Linked DNA regions of Anser cygnoides: region 2 is linked to region 1. A link is a contact called in public Hi-C data. All regions are on one chromosome and are shown on one strand. Each heading gives the region's core, a stretch centred on a gene start, on an enhancer-like site or on the middle of the called end of the contact. The rest is flanking DNA. Distances are from core to core; before and after follow the strand shown. Region 1 holds the start of IRF8 (interferon regulatory factor 8). Region 2 overlaps MTHFSD (methenyltetrahydrofolate synthetase domain containing).

Evidence for each region. A called contact is a pair of places that touch in the nucleus more often than the background predicts.
Region 2: a Hi-C map of liver shows a contact between it and region 1, with 3 times the contacts expected there. The contact joins the enhancer-like site here to the promoter of IRF8 in region 1. A contact is called at or near these places in 4 of 7 Hi-C or Micro-C datasets (granulosa cells and liver).

Annotation. Positions count from the first base shown.
Region 1 is chr12:2,847,902-2,855,133 of Taihu_goose_T2T_genome, forward strand. IRF8 (interferon regulatory factor 8) reads left to right here and starts at 5,710. Exons shown (of 9, transcript XM_067004664.1): 1 at 5,710-5,804. LOC106049255 (dual specificity protein phosphatase 22-A-like) reads left to right here. Exons shown (of 10, transcript XM_067004661.1): 8 at 2,141-2,415; 9 at 2,755-2,980; 10 at 3,826-4,008. The coding sequence ends at 2,935.
Region 2 is chr12:3,091,291-3,098,723 of Taihu_goose_T2T_genome, forward strand. It overlaps MTHFSD (methenyltetrahydrofolate synthetase domain containing), which reads right to left. Exons shown (of 10, transcript XM_048075141.2): 8 at 6,131-6,330; 9 at 3,601-3,640; 10 at 1-2,281. The coding sequence ends at 3,625. Among named protein-coding and RNA genes, the nearest start is that of FOXF1, 13 kb to the left of the region's middle. Within about 2 kb of position 3,746, at least 1 of the 3 cell types and tissues checked has open chromatin away from gene starts, as enhancers often do. A contact at or near this core is called in liver, where this site is marked.

The sequences.
Region 1 (7,232 bases), core at 4,460-6,959:
GGAGAGGGGGGAAGGCTCCTGCAAGCAGCCTTGGGATGCCTTGGGCGTCCTGGGATGTGGCAGGGCATCCTCTGACAGCGTGCCCCCTGCTTTTAGAAGCAGCCCAGAGATGGAGACATCAAAGCGATGATTAAAATAATTCTTTCTCCTCTTCTAAACGAGGCGCAGCATGGGGATTTAGCGGAGCAGCACCCTACAGGGTGGCGAAACCCCGATGTCCCCGTCTCCTGTGGCCCAGGGCCACCACCCAAGGACAAGGAGTGTCTCGAGGGGATTTCTCTCCCCTCCTCCCAGGCCGGACAGCATGTGACAGTGGCCCAAGCGTCGGCCCCTTCCTGGCCGGGGAGCGGCGGGCGCCGTCACATGAGGGACGTGGCCCTGCGGGGCTGTCACCGCTTTGCAAAAACGCCCGCGGAGCTGGGGAGAGTGGTCCAGGGGATTGCAAAACCCCCGCTGCTGGAGATTCCCTGCAGGGCTTCCCCCAGCCGGGCCAGCGCTCCCCAACCCTGCCCCGGCCACGTCCCAGTGCCCGCTGTGACACGGGGCTCGCCGTGCCCCCGGGGGCTCCTCCTGGGCACTTATTCCTCCTGCTCCCCAACGTTTGGGTGGCCTCAACAAACACCCCTTGCCCTTCCCCTCCCCTTAGAGGTCACGTTTTCTTTGGGTTTGTTTTTTTTTTTTTTTGCCTTCTTGAAGTTTTGCTGCAAACGTTTCCCGGGAAGCACCAGCGGCTGCGCCAGGCTGCGCGTTCGTGAGCCGAGGGGTTTAAAAAATGGCATTTGCTTTGCAAGGGCTGCCTTTTTTTTTAAAAAAAAAAAAAATGCTGCGTTCCCTGTGATGGCTTCATCCGGGGTGGCCAAGGCTGGGAACTATCTCATTGTCCAGCCCCAGCTGGGTTTTAGCAAGGGGAAGCGCCAGGATTTTAGCGGCGTGGACGGGAGAGAGGGCACAGACCTGTCCCCCTGCCCCGGGGTGTCCCCAGGTGCTCGTGTGCCACCACCGGGCTGCCTCCCGGCTGGGACAGGTGCTCCTGGCCCCGAGCATGGTGGGTTTCGGGTTTGCGGTCAGCGCCGGAGGGGCTGGGTGCTGAAAGCCAGCACCTGGCAGCACAGCGGGGCGCTTCCCGCTGCGCCCTGCTGGCTCCGTCCCTCCGAGCTGGCCGCTGGGTGCCAAATCTCGGTGGCCAGGCTGCTCCCCCCTGGGACCTTCACCCCTGTGGGTGCTTCGTCACCACCAGCACCGCGCACGGACGCGTGCCCCTCACCAGTGCACCACAGCCCGGGCTGCAAGGCGCGACGATCTCTCTGTGGGCACCCAGTGGCTGTCCCGGCGGTGCCTCAGCCCCGGTGGCCCCCAGCTGGCTGCAGAGCAAGCAGGCAGCTCCAGGAGCTGGCCAGGAGGAGGAATCCAGTCCGGCCTCTGGGACATCCACCCTGGGAAGCGCCGAGGTTCCCAGCCACTGGTTTCTAGCGAGGAAGTCAGCGCTGGCCCCCACCCCGAGCAGCAGCGGGGCTTCCTGCCCCCGGCGCGCAGCTGCCGGTGAGTCCCGCCGCAGGGGTGAGCGGATTTGGGAAATCCAGACATTCCCGCTGGAAATCCCCCCTGCCCGAGCTGACTTTCCCCAGCTGCAGGAGCGGCCAAGCCACCGGGGTTGCTCTCAGGCTTTCTCCTGTCTTTCCCCCGATCCCAGGAGGCCGGAGCCCCACTGCTGTTTGGGGGCACCTTGTCTGGAGGCATCGAGGCCGGGGCACGTGGGAACTGCCGGCCCCCAAAACCGGGGGTGTTTTAACAGCCCCCTGCCTCCCTGAAGCTGACGCCTGTCCCAGTGCTCCCAGCTATTGAGTGCTGGCCCTGCTGGCGGCACCCATGGGTGCTGCCGGGGGCCGGACGCTCCACCCTTTTCCTCCTGCAGCTTTCCCATCCCTGCCTGCAGGCTCCGTGCGCTTTGCGGAGCGTTTCGCACCGCTGGGCACAAGCCAGCCCTCTCTGGCCGCTCCTCCCCGTGCGCCCTGCTCGCTGGGTGCCTGCTCGCTGCGTCCCCGCTCCTTTTGTCAGGCTCCGAAGCTGTTCTCGTGCCCGGGGCCGCAGGCACGGTGGCTCCAGCTGAGCTGCCCTTCCCTGCCCACGCTTTTGGGCACAGATCCCGCAGCTCCGTGCCGCGGCGGTGTCGGGAAGCCTTTCCACGGGGCCATCTCCTGCTCCGAAGCCGCCTCCGGATCTCCGCCGGGTGCCAGCTGGCCCCGGGCCACCCGGACGCCAGCGGAGCCTCTGCGGGGACTGGAGGAGGGCTGCGATGAGCAAACCGCTCTGCAAACAGCCCTGCACAGCCTGCAAGAGCCGACCTGCCCGCGGCGTTTGGGGCCGCGAGACCGGCCTGCCCCAGCGGGGAGAAAGCGTGGGGACGCTTGCTTTCTGGTAACTCAGCCCCACGGGGAGCTGAGCAGCTTCCCGGCAAGGGAAAGTGAATGAAGCTGCCGGAGGCTGAAGCACGGTGGGGGGGGAAAGAAACGGGGCTGCTGCCAGCTCTGTGGGCCTGGGGTGCTCCGAGGGGCTGGCTGGTGTTCGTGTAGGGCTTGGTCTCGTACGATGTGTGCACGCTGCATGGCGTGGCAGCTCCTGCAAAACAGGGACCGGTGCCGTGACCGTGTCCTGGTTGGGATGCCCTGCCTTGATTTAGGGCTTTGCAACACGCTGGGGTGGGGGGCGGCACAGCCCCCCGTGACCCCTGCACCCCGCCTGGCTCTGTCCCAGCAGTACCGCGCCTGGATCCGCCGGGACTACGGCAGGAACCCCTTCAAGGACCAGGAGGAGCTGCAGCGCCTGCTGGCCCTGCAGGAGCAGGGGGAGCCGCAGGGGGGGGGGCGCGGGGAGAGCTCCTGGACCACCCCCCCAGCGCCCACCCCCCCGCTGCCCCCCGGCCGAAGCCGGCGGATGAGCAGATGAGCAGCCAAACGTTGGCCCCCGTGGCTGGCAAAATTCGGTATCCACTTTGCCAGATGCCTGCGGGGGGTTGGGGGGGGTTCACAGCACCACGGTGAGCCCAGCCGAAGGGCTGGAGCTGGGGGGGAGCAGGACTTGCAGCCCCCCCCTTTGGCTGCTGGCTCCGCGTGGCTCGGTCCTAAGGGATGGGTGGCGTTGCCCCGAGCTGAACCCACGGGGACGGGGGAAAACTCCCACAGCAAACAGCATCGGGCTCCGTGCCGGAAAAGGAAAAGCTGCCTTTGCTTGGGTTGGATTTTCCTGCTCCAGCCCCGCCGCTGGATGAGGTCCGTCCGGCATTTCCTCGAGCTCCCCGGGGGAAATGGGGGGCTGCTGGACCTGCCCGGCCCCGCTTTCCCCTGCAGCCTGACCCCGATGTTCCCGGCTGCAGAAGAAGCCGACTGCTCACCACGTTGGGCGCTGGTGCTCTCCAGCAGCCTTTTTAATTCTGGAAGGCTGGTCGTGCCTTCCTTGCCTCGGGCCGAACCCATAATTCACATTTCCAAAACGCAGGCTCCTTGCCTGCTTTTGGCCAGGGGAGCAGCCCCACGTGGGGGCCGTGCAGGGCTGGAGCTGCTCCGCTCTGCCTCTTGCCCACCGGACCCAACGCATGGGAGGAATAAATTGTTCCTGAGCTAAATTTTTCCTGTTTTCCATGAGGGAGAGCCTCACCCTGCATCAAACCCTTTCCAGGGTCCTTTTCGCCCCGGGCCTTTATTTGCTGTGGATTTCCAGCCACCCCCCCTCTGTCCATCGACACAGAAGCTCTCTGTCCCAGCAGCCCTAAACACTGAAATCTTCCACGCCATCCTCTGTATTTTTTTTTTCCATAATTACTTTGCTTAGCTTCTAAAAAATATCTGTTCTGCGATCTGTTCTGAGAAAAAAAAAGAAAATGCATTTAAAATATTTCTGGGAATTCCCTTAATGACAAATTCTGGGCACTGGAGTGTCCGAGGGTGACAAAGTCGGGGACAACATGCCAAGCCTGTCCGAAAGGGGAGGCTGATTAAAACCGTAGGAACGGCTGCTCCTGCCTCCGTGCGTTACTGCTGGGAACAGAGGGATGGATTGACACAACCGCTGCACCTGATTTCCATTTTCTCCACGAAAACCACCAGAAAAATTAAAATTTTTAAAGACCTGCTGCTCAGCCATAGCATGCGGGCTCCTGGGAGAAGAATTCTTTTTTTTTTTTTTCCCCCCCATTTTTTCACACGGAGGATAGGGTTCGTTTGGCTGTCTGATATCCTAAAGCTGCCACGGTTCGTACGGGGGGGGGGGGGGGCTGGTGGGAAGCTGAGCAAACCTTGTAGGTATGGCCTTTAGCGCCTCAGATAGCATTTTAGGAAGCAGAAAAATGGAACCGGGGCGCAGGAAAACGAGAAGAAAGTCGGTTTCTGGTGTCAATAGGAAGTCATCGGAGATACGAGATAAGCAGAGATTAGAGGTGCAGTAGGTGCGATAACCTCCGAGCCGGCGCCGCGTGCGGCCCTTTCAGCACCCGTCCCGCGGCTCCTCATCCATCCCACGGACATCCCGGGGTCGCAGCGTTTCCCCCAAATCGCCCCGAGCTTCGGGAACCGCAGGGGACGCCCCTAGTAACTGCAACCCCCGGCGGGGTATTGCCCACGGCGGCTTCGCAGCAGCGGCTGCTGCCCGCAGAGCATCTCCTGCGCCCGGGACGTGCCGGGACCGTGAATTCCCAGGTGACCCCGGACCCAGGTGACCCCAGACCCAGGTGACCCCGGACCCAGGTGATCCCAGACCCAGGTGACCCCGGACCCAGGTGACCCCGGACCCAGGTGACCCCGGACCCAGGTGACCCCGGACCCAGGTGATCCCGGACCCCGGTGACCCTGGACACAGGTGACCCCGGACCCCGGTGACCCCGGACCCAGGTGACCCCGGACCCAGGTGACCCCGGAGGTGACCCCGGACCCAGGTGACCCCGGACCCAGGTGACCCCGGACCCAGGTGACCCCGGGCACATTTTCCCCTCCTGGCCCACGGCAGCAGCACCAGCGGTGGCCGCGGCCCCGCTGCCGGTTTTGCCAGCCCCCGTTGGTCATTGCCGTAATTCTCCCAGGGTGTCGTTGCAATTGCTTCCACGCTGCCCCTAAAGCCGGGGGGGGGGGGGGGACACACCGGGGGCCTGTGCCTTGGCCCCGTATTTTCACGCCCCCCCCGCCCACGTTCCCCATCCCTCTGTCTCCCCCCAGGGCCAATTTTTTTTTTTTTTTTTTTTCCGAGAAATGCGAGCGTGAGCTGGTAATTCCCCTCCCCCCCCCCCGAAAACCCCGAACCCTCCGCGGGCAGGCTGCGGGAGCCGCCGGGGCCTGGCGGCTGGGTGCGGGGCCCGCCGGGGCCGGGATCGCTATCGCGACAGCGATCGTGACAGCGACCGCGATCGCGATAGCGAGCGGGATCGCGGCCGGGACCGCCATCGCGGCCGAGATCGTAACCGGGATCGTGACCGCAGCCGCGACCTTGACCGGTATCGTGACCTCGCCCGCTATCGCGACAGGGATCGCGACAGCCCCGCTCCCCCTCCCGGCGCCGCCCCGCTCCGCCCCGCTGATTTCCCGGAAAGGCGCGCGCTTCACAGAAAGCTGCGCGAGCCGCGCGCGCGCCCCCACTGGGCGGCCCCTCATTGGGCGGCGGGGGGGGACGGCGGCTCCCCATTGGGCGAGAGGCGAGGCGGCGCGGCCGCCCATTGGCTGCGAGGCGCGGGGGCGGGGCGGGCGGCGGGCGCGCCCTGCGGGGCGCTATAAGGGCGCGCCAGCGCGCCGCGCCGCGGGTATCGCGGAGCGGGGCGGCGGCAGGTACGGGGCGGGGGCGTTTGTGGGGCCGTATGGGGGCTTTAACGGGCGGTTTGGGGGGCTTTAGGGGCGTGGGGGTGCGAGGGGAGGGGGGTCTTAGGGTTGCACGAGGGTGTGGGGGTTTTAGGGTTACGGGGATGTAAGGGGGTGGGGGTTTTAGGGTCGCACGGGGATGGGGGTTTTAGGGTCGTGGGGTGCAAGGGATTGGAGTTTTAGGGTTGTGGGGGTCCGCGGGGATGGGGGTTTTAGGGTTGCGTGGGGATGGGAGTTTTAGAATCGTGGGGGTGCACGGGGAAGGAAGTTTTAGGGTTTAGGGTCATGGAGGTGCATGGGGAAGGGAGTTTTAGGGTCATGGGGGTGTATGGGGATGGGAGCCTTAGGAGATAGGGCCTTTAGGGTCGTGGGGTGCAGGGGGATGGGAGCTTTAGGGTTGTGGGGAGTGCAGGGGATGGGGCTTTTAGGGTCGTGGGGTGCAGGGGGGTGGGAGTTTCAGTGTCACGGTGGTGCACGGGGAAGGGACCTTTAGGGTCACGGGGCTGCGTGGGGATGGGAGTTTTAGGGCTACAGGAGGTGCAGGAAATGGGGTTATGGGGGTTTTAGGGTGCTGGGGGGGCAGGAAATAGGGCTATGGGGTGCTGGAATGGAAGGTTTTGGGGTGCTGGACGCCAGGCCTGATGCTGAGCAGTTCTGGGCTCCTGGGCAGCGCTGCCCCTGTTGCTCCACAGCAGAACCCTCTGGGCTGGCTGGAGCAGGTGGGGTTTGGGTGGGGGCAGCGAGGTGGCGGCGGCTTGGGGCGAGGGGCTGGGGCAGCCTCGTGTGGAGGAGAGGCAGGGCCCGGCCTCTGCTGGTGCTGGGAGCGGGGTTTTTAGAAAACGGGCTGAGTTTAGAGCCCTGTGCTACCGAGCATCTCTGGGGGGGGCTGTGTGTGCCCCTCGTGTCCCCAGGGATGGGCTCCTGAGGGTGCTTTGGGGTGTGTGGCTCTGCTGTGCCCACCCCCCCCCCCCCTAAAAGCAGGGGCTGAGCTGCATGTCTGTGCCTTGTGGGGTGGCCGTGATGGAGAGGGGACGGGAGGTGGTGGCATTTGGCTGCTGTGAGCCCCTGGGGAAGCAGGGACCAGGTCCCTGTGCTGGGAACATCCAGGTCTTCTCCCCCAAGCCCTCCCGGACAGGACGGGTCCGGTGCTGGGCTGCCAGAGCTTTCTCACGGGTGCTCGGCCAGGTTTTTCTGCTAAAAATGAGCTGAGAGTAGCAAGGGTGACCTGAAGCGAGGCCACTTCACCCCCCCCTGGGTCCGTCAGTGCGGCTGCTGGTCCTGGCTTCGAGAGGATGTGGTCGCGCGGCCCCCGCTCCCTGTGGTGACCCCGGCTGCTACCTGCACCCGTGGCCGGTCCCCAGCTAGCGGGGCTCTGGGCTCGCTGTTCTCACGCTGGCT
Region 2 (7,433 bases), core at 2,496-4,995, 240 kb after region 1:
AAGCAGTGACTTTTCTACCTATGTCAGTGGAGGGGCAGAGAAACTTTTCATGATGTTTACAGCAGGCATTGCAGACATTATACATAAAAACATGGGAAATGGTGCACTTTTCTTGTAGAGAGATAATCTTTAATAGATGGCAATGAGGAAATAGAGGCATTCATACACAAGAGCCTACCTCACAGACGGGTACATTTCCCTGACTAACATGGTCACAGTCACAGATGTTTCCTCCAGAGCCAGAACTGCTGCATGGGGCTGTTCCTTCTAAGGAACCGGAATGAGAGAAATCCCAGCGCATGCTTTTCCTCCCCCTCCTCAACCCTTGCTGCAGTTATAGAGAAAAATGCAGAGCCAGTGCTAGATTTTCAATGGAAGCATTTTCTTAAAAACGTTTGTTTCTCCCTTTGGAGCACTATAAGACGATTAAATTTAAAACAAAAAAAAAGACATGACTTGAAGCCAGTATTTAACCATCCCTTTCCCCAGATATTTTATTGGTCTCCAATGATAATGAGCTAAGTCCTCTGTCCTTAAAGACTGCTTTCTGGGAGGGAACCAGGGACAAATGTGAATGGAGGCACTGGAGGGCTGGATGGGGACCTGGCTGTGACACAGGAGCAGGCTTTGCTGTATTCCCACCCTGATGTTGAGACTTTTTTTTTCCTTTTTCTCTCCATGGAAACAAACAATCTCTGATTCTTGTCACTCAGAGGAGACTACACAGCAAGATGGCTTGTTTACTCGCTGTTGTCTTTGGTGGATTGAAGCTGTGTGGCCTTGTCCTTGTTCCAGGAAATGCATGGACATAGCTGTCTGAAGGAAAACCCTCATGATTGTATAGTTTTCAGTGCTGAGTGGCATTTAGCCACCTCGTTTTTATTGTTAGCAGATCACAATGTTGCCTCACTGCTCTGTGCCACACACCACGCTGTGACTAATATCATTCAACAAAAGAAAATCCCCTCCAAAGTGACCATGTTCTCCAGCCTAATGGAGCTGGTGGAGGCTCCATTCATCCGATACAGTTTTCTCTTTGCATCTCTCCCACAAGTGGGGACAGAAGATGAGCAGAGGGGGCAGAAGCACTCTGGGAAGCTCATACACACACGCTGTAACACCTAGGGTGGTCGCTGCCGGACTCTGCACCCTCTCAGCTGCCATGAAAGTTGAGCTGGGTTTGCTCACGCTGACCAGCCTCCGGAGCTGTTCAGCATCTTTCCCCATTGAACCCTTAAAAAGAGGGGCATGCAATAACAACATCCTAACTTGTTTGTGCCATGAAAGGAGCTGGAAAGAATGCATCGAACCACATGACAAGCGAGGACATCAGGCTGCACAGAGAATAGAAAGACCTCATTTTTAATTACTTCTGAACAAAGTTGGCTCAGTAAAGTATTTCCCATTGTACTGCTGAACTTTTCTTCTCATCACACAGCAGTGAAACACAGGCTCTTGTGCTGCTGCAAGTGAACCAAAATCAAGTCTGTGTTAGGGATCACTTCATTTCCTATTAAATGCAGACTGCACATCTATCACAGGCATTTCAGACCTCTTTTTTTCCTTCAGCACCCAGGCACTTCTTTCTCATTGTAAATGTTTTTATCATGAGAGTCGTAAAAAGCAAGGATATCCCACCATTCATACAGAAGGAGACTGGGGGTTAAGTGCTTAGAAGTACATTCTCTCCATTGTTCTGGGCATGAGCGGTCACCAAAAGGCAATTACAGAGAACAGGGTTGAAGCACTGAGGCTTCTACAGTCCTAGACTAGCGCTTCAGTCACAGCAATAAAGAGGGACTGTAGGGGCCAATATCCACCTGAGATTAGGCACAAACCTTATCCATGTATATATAGCCAAGTTCATCCTAGGTGCTAGCACCAGGGCCACAAGTACAACCAGCAGAAAATGAAGAGTTATTATTTTAGTAAAAGTTCGCATCTTTAAAGCTTATTAATTCAGACTGTAAATTCTTCAGGGCACGGACTTTGTGGTTTGATTGTTGCTAAAATATCTTGCGTAGTCCTGATCTGGGCCAAAGTGAAACATAAGCAGGCTTCAGTTCCTCGAGTTTCATTATGAGATCAGAGTCTAAGGATTCACTAAAAAGCATTATATTTCAGTTTTGTGGATTCAGAGAAAAGTCAGAAGTGACTCATGTATAACTGATGTCTTCCTGACCGTGCAGAGAGCCTGAAACAATAGATCTAAGAGATGCAAACTGCCCCATTCACTTTTTCTTCAAAATCTGCTGTCTCCCCAAGTAGAATATTGGTCAGCCTGCAAGAAAAAATCCACATCATACAGCTAGAGATGCCAGAAAACCGTGTAGGCGTGTGCCTTGGGCAGTCTTGCATTACTTAATTAAACAGCAATTTAGCATCTTGCATTGAAATGTCTCTTAGCTAAAGATGAGCAACTTCCCAAGCGGCAGTAAGGGCATCGTCCTTGTCACTGCTTCTCTTGCTGGCCAAGACAGAAATCACATTGACTTCAGCATGTGCAAGGTCAAACTCCTACTGAATGTGTTAATATACAGTGCATTTCAGACAGTATGAGCTATACAGTGGTGTATCTCACAGGTTAGCTTGTAGAACAGCTTTGCTGCAAGTCATTCTGCTTTTTTTTTTTTCTTTTCAAAATGTAAATACTTAAGTTCCTACAACATCACTTCTGGTTCTCACTGTGGGAATACTATATCAATCCATAAACGCGCTAGGACTTGTTATGATTTTTCATCTCGAAAAGGGAGAGGTTACGTTCTTCAGTCATATTTGCCAACAGAAAACCCTGGTGAAAGTAAAGCACCCACCCTAAACCTGCAGGAGTATGGGGAAGCCACCCCTGATTTCTGATGACTACTGCTCTGCCTTCATATAACCTCTTACTACTAAACCCTCTGCAGAGGCTCTGAACCCTGGTGAGCCTTCTGTAGCTTCAGGTTCTATTTTCAGCAGCTGCCTGTACTAATTCGTTCCTGCATGATGTTGCTCTTGATGCAGAGATGACAAGTGAACTTGTACCCACACTAGTTACTACTGATTTGCTGAAGCTGCTGATACAGATGGGTTTGCAGTGGGCTGCCAAACTCTGACCTGGAGCAGCTGCTACCTTGAATTAAAAACAAGCTTTAATGACTTTACGATGCCAAGGCCTAGAGGACCTTGCCATTTAACAACCTGGATCAAAAAGGACTACTTAAATTGGATATTATCACAGCGTCAACATTATTCCAGTTCATTCGGAATGCTAATGAATTGTCCATTATCTTAAGCGTATAGTAATTATTTTTCTTTTCAGAGCCTAACTGCAGTTATGTATCTCTGTCTAGTTAATATCTTCCCAGCAGCGTGGTTTGGACTGTTAATTGTCTTTTGGGAAAAGTAACAGGTTATTAGGTATTGCTGTGAAATGTGACCTCACAAAGCATAAGACTGAAAAAAGTGACAGGCTGGAAGATAATTACATAGATTGGCTACACGGATATAGATCTAGCACAGCTCAGGCTATGGAACCACAAACGTAACTCCCCTGGCATAATGTAAGATTTTACTAGGAGAAGACAGAGAAAACCGGTATGAATGCCTCTTTTTCATTACCTTTGGAGGTCAGCTGACCTGGAACTATATGTTGTGGTTTCTGGCAATCAAAAAACAGAGACGACCAAGGTTAGCATAAAAAAATATATTAGGAATACCTTCAAGTATGTATTTACACATGAATACAAATAATTTATCACTTATAAATTTCTTTTGACTCATTCTGCCTCAGTGAAAGCAAAAAACCATTATTTTCCTCCCAAAAAACCCTATGAGATCAACAGCGGTTATTCTTATCTGCACTGAAACTTCAGAGATTAAAAACACAGAAATAAGGCAGAGGATGAAATTCCCACAAACCAGAGAAGGCTGGTTCAACCTGCAATATAACAGGGGAAGTTACAGACGACTGAACTTTTCCCTGGCAGAATAATGCTTTTTAACTGCTGAGGTCACCTGGGCATCATCACCAATGCAAGCAGTATTGCGAGAGTCGAAAAAAACATCACATGATCATGTTGCTTAACTCGCCATCATTTGGAAGGGGAAAGCAGTGATGTGTAATTATTTTTTGATTTTCTTTCCCCTGCTTTCTAAGCCAATGATGTAATGAGTATGTTTTAGTAGTAGCATAACCCCTGACTCCTATCCTTGAAGCACACAACTACCGAAACAAGATGCAGAGGCCCCTGAAGTGCTCATGTCTGAATTCATACTAAGTGACACTGAAAATAATTTTGAGCTGGAGGAAAAGAGAGCATTTAAGAGCACAGCCCTGCTTCTTCAGAAACCTCTCCTTTGCTGACCTTACAGAAAGTTGAAGCAATGCTTTCCTTGAGTCCCTCCTGGGCAGAGCTCATGATAACAGAATTTTTTATTTAATACTGTATGAAATGTCTGACCCTTGAGGCATAATAATGTACTTAAAATATACTTAACAGTACCCTCAGGCTAAAAAAAGTTTCCAACTTATATGTTAAAAAAAAAAAATCCATTTGGATGCTTACTTTGACTATGTGCCCAGCATCAATGGCAAAACTGCTTCTGTTTAGAAAGGATGGTTCAGCCAAAATTCAGCTTGTTTTTCAGGAATGAAGAACTGAAGAAAAAATATAATAAAAGCCATACCACATAAATCATCATTCTCCTCTACACTGTAAGTGTTCATGTGTGTGTAAAAACTTACTTTAAGCTAGTAGTTGATAGCACTTCTGCAAACAAAATTTGTCAGTGCTGCTCCCTAATGCTCATCACTGTCTGCTGCTGTGGGTGCAGGAAGACCACACTGGTGGTGACAAAGACACAGTAAGAACAGGCTTTGCCGCTATCTCCAGCAACTTTTCAAAGAACTGGACTAATCATCAACAAGTTTTGACTGTGGTTTGTCTGCTTTTCATTTCCACTACAATGATTATCTATTAATGTAATTTCCCAGAGGCAATGGAATCACACCACATTATAAGAGACAAGACAATCAGGAAAATAATTTGTTTTATAATTATCTACATCCATCAAAAAGGCACCTGAAGTGTTTTGGGGAGGAGTAGGGGAGAGAAAGTTTCCTCTCCCAGACTGAAATAAAACATACAAAGTTTACAGAGGGCTGAAATAACAAAACAAACCTGAGAAGGGTGCTACCTTCTCTTCCACCTTATGTTAATAGTTATTACTAGAACATGGGGGCTGAGCCAGTGTTTTTACAGCAGTTCTTTAAGAGCACAAATAGGCCAAGGTCCCTTCCCCCATTTTTACGAAAAATATGCTGAAAACTCACATCAGGCAAACACCGTTTCTTAGTAAACATAGCTGTAACCTTTAAGACAGATTTTCTGCAGCTGGCTTTAAAGCTCACAAGCACGAATCTGCAGGTACAATCTGTAGATGACAGAACATAACCACCTCGCTCCATGTGGCTGCGCGCAGCTACCAAAGGGTAGGTTTTTGATCCAGGCCTAACAGATGTACACTCTGAAGAGCAAATCAAACCAGGGCCAATGAAAAACAAATGCACAGAACGTGGGTACTTTGTGGACAACCATTCAGAGAAAAGGCTCCTCTGTCATCCATCTTGACAAATGCACTTTGCACGTACAACTGCAGGAATGGGGCAGGCAAGTCAGCTGTGAGATGTATGCCTCATTTGTTTCAAAAGCTGGCTTTGCCTTTGTTGTTTAGCCTGCAGAAATCAGAGCCTATACTAATAACCTTGAAAACTTAGGTCAGCTTCTTGCAAAACAATAAAAACATGCCTTTTTTTTTCCCCTCTATTCAAATTAATTTCTAACTATTGATTTCTACTTGCCCTTTGTTTCTCTGATTCTTGGCCAGCTCAACTCGCAAAGTATTACCCCCGAGGCTCAAGCCTTTCAAAGAGGATACAGCACTCTCTGCGGCTGCTTTATCCTTGTAATCGAGAAAAGCCCTGTGCTGCGCTCCCTGCCAATTCACTTTTAAAGGAGTTGCATGGAATTCCCTTAAAGCATATTTCAGCTCGCTCACTCTTACGCTGGGAGGTATGTTCCCCACATACACAGTAGTAATCGTGCCAGATCCCTCTAATCTGGGACTTAAAGAATCACTTTCAACATACTGTTGTCCCATTTGAGCCGAGCCCATTGCAGCCTGCGGTCTTGTATTTCCAGGCCTTGCCTTCTCATTTAACGCTGCTGACTTGTTGGCGTTTGCCAAGTCTGGATGTTCGTCTTGGAGGGTAACATCCTTGCCTGTCTGTTTCTCTTTGTATCGAAGACTCTTTAGGATGGGGATTTTTGCCAGCATCTCATAGCTGACCTAAAAAAGGAGGAAGACAGATACAATTATGAGATTTTTTTTCCAGAAAAAGATGACCATCAGGACCCATTTGTACCATAAAAAGAGCGGAACTTTATTATATTGCTGCCATTCGAAGTGCCAGAGCATTCAAAATGCTACTAATTGTTGGCTGGATTCTGAAGATGCTCCCTAAATACACACTGCAGGACAAAAATAAACATTAGTTACTCTTTAAGCGAGCAGTACAATGTAGATCCAGCAGGAAAATCAAAACCAAACTCAGAGCTATGTGATTTTGACATTTATTTATCAGGGCGTTTTCAGATTTGCATTCTCATTGTTATCCCTTAATATTTGCTTTGACCGAGGGCCTGTGCTCCTGCTCTGGCAGAATCTTACATGCCTACAATTCATCAGACCATCAGGCACTTTCATTCTGCAGACCTCCTTGCTTTCTTTTCCCCCCAAAACAGGATATCCCGTAGGCTGGCTCATACAATGAGGAGGGACCATGGTGTTAGCTTGCAGCTGAGGAGCGTGCCTTGTAGCGGGGCTCCTCCGAGTGTGGGCCCAGCTGGAGGCACGTTCTCTGGTTGTGGCACATCACCACAGCCCCTCTCTTGCCATCTGACCTCACACACCACCCGCAGCTACTCATCAGATCCCACACCACTCTGCTGGGTTGGATCACAGAACGGAAGAGTGTCCAAACGCTTACTTCAAAACTGTGAACTCTCTGTCCCTCCATCCAGCCCCACTTCATAAGCAGCTTTTCTGGAAGGGCTCTTCCTCTCAACAGCTGAACCCTATCCATCTCAGGCATGAGATGCCCCAGGCTGCACTCAGTGACTGGCAGGAAACGCAGTGGTTCCCTAGCTAATGTGGTCTAGCTCTTGGCTTGCAGACTGCAGTTGGAAGCAGCAGTAATTCGTACTTGGCTGCTGGACAAGCAGAACATCCATCAACACAAGATCCAATTCTTAAATTTAGGGAGCAAAACAGAGCCTGGGGAAGCGATGCCTGAGCTAGCAGAGTCCCAAGCTAGTAGCCCACACAGTGCGAGCAAGCCACTCTCGCGGGTGTTGTGCCCAAGAATATGAGCCACGACCTCGGCAGGCTGT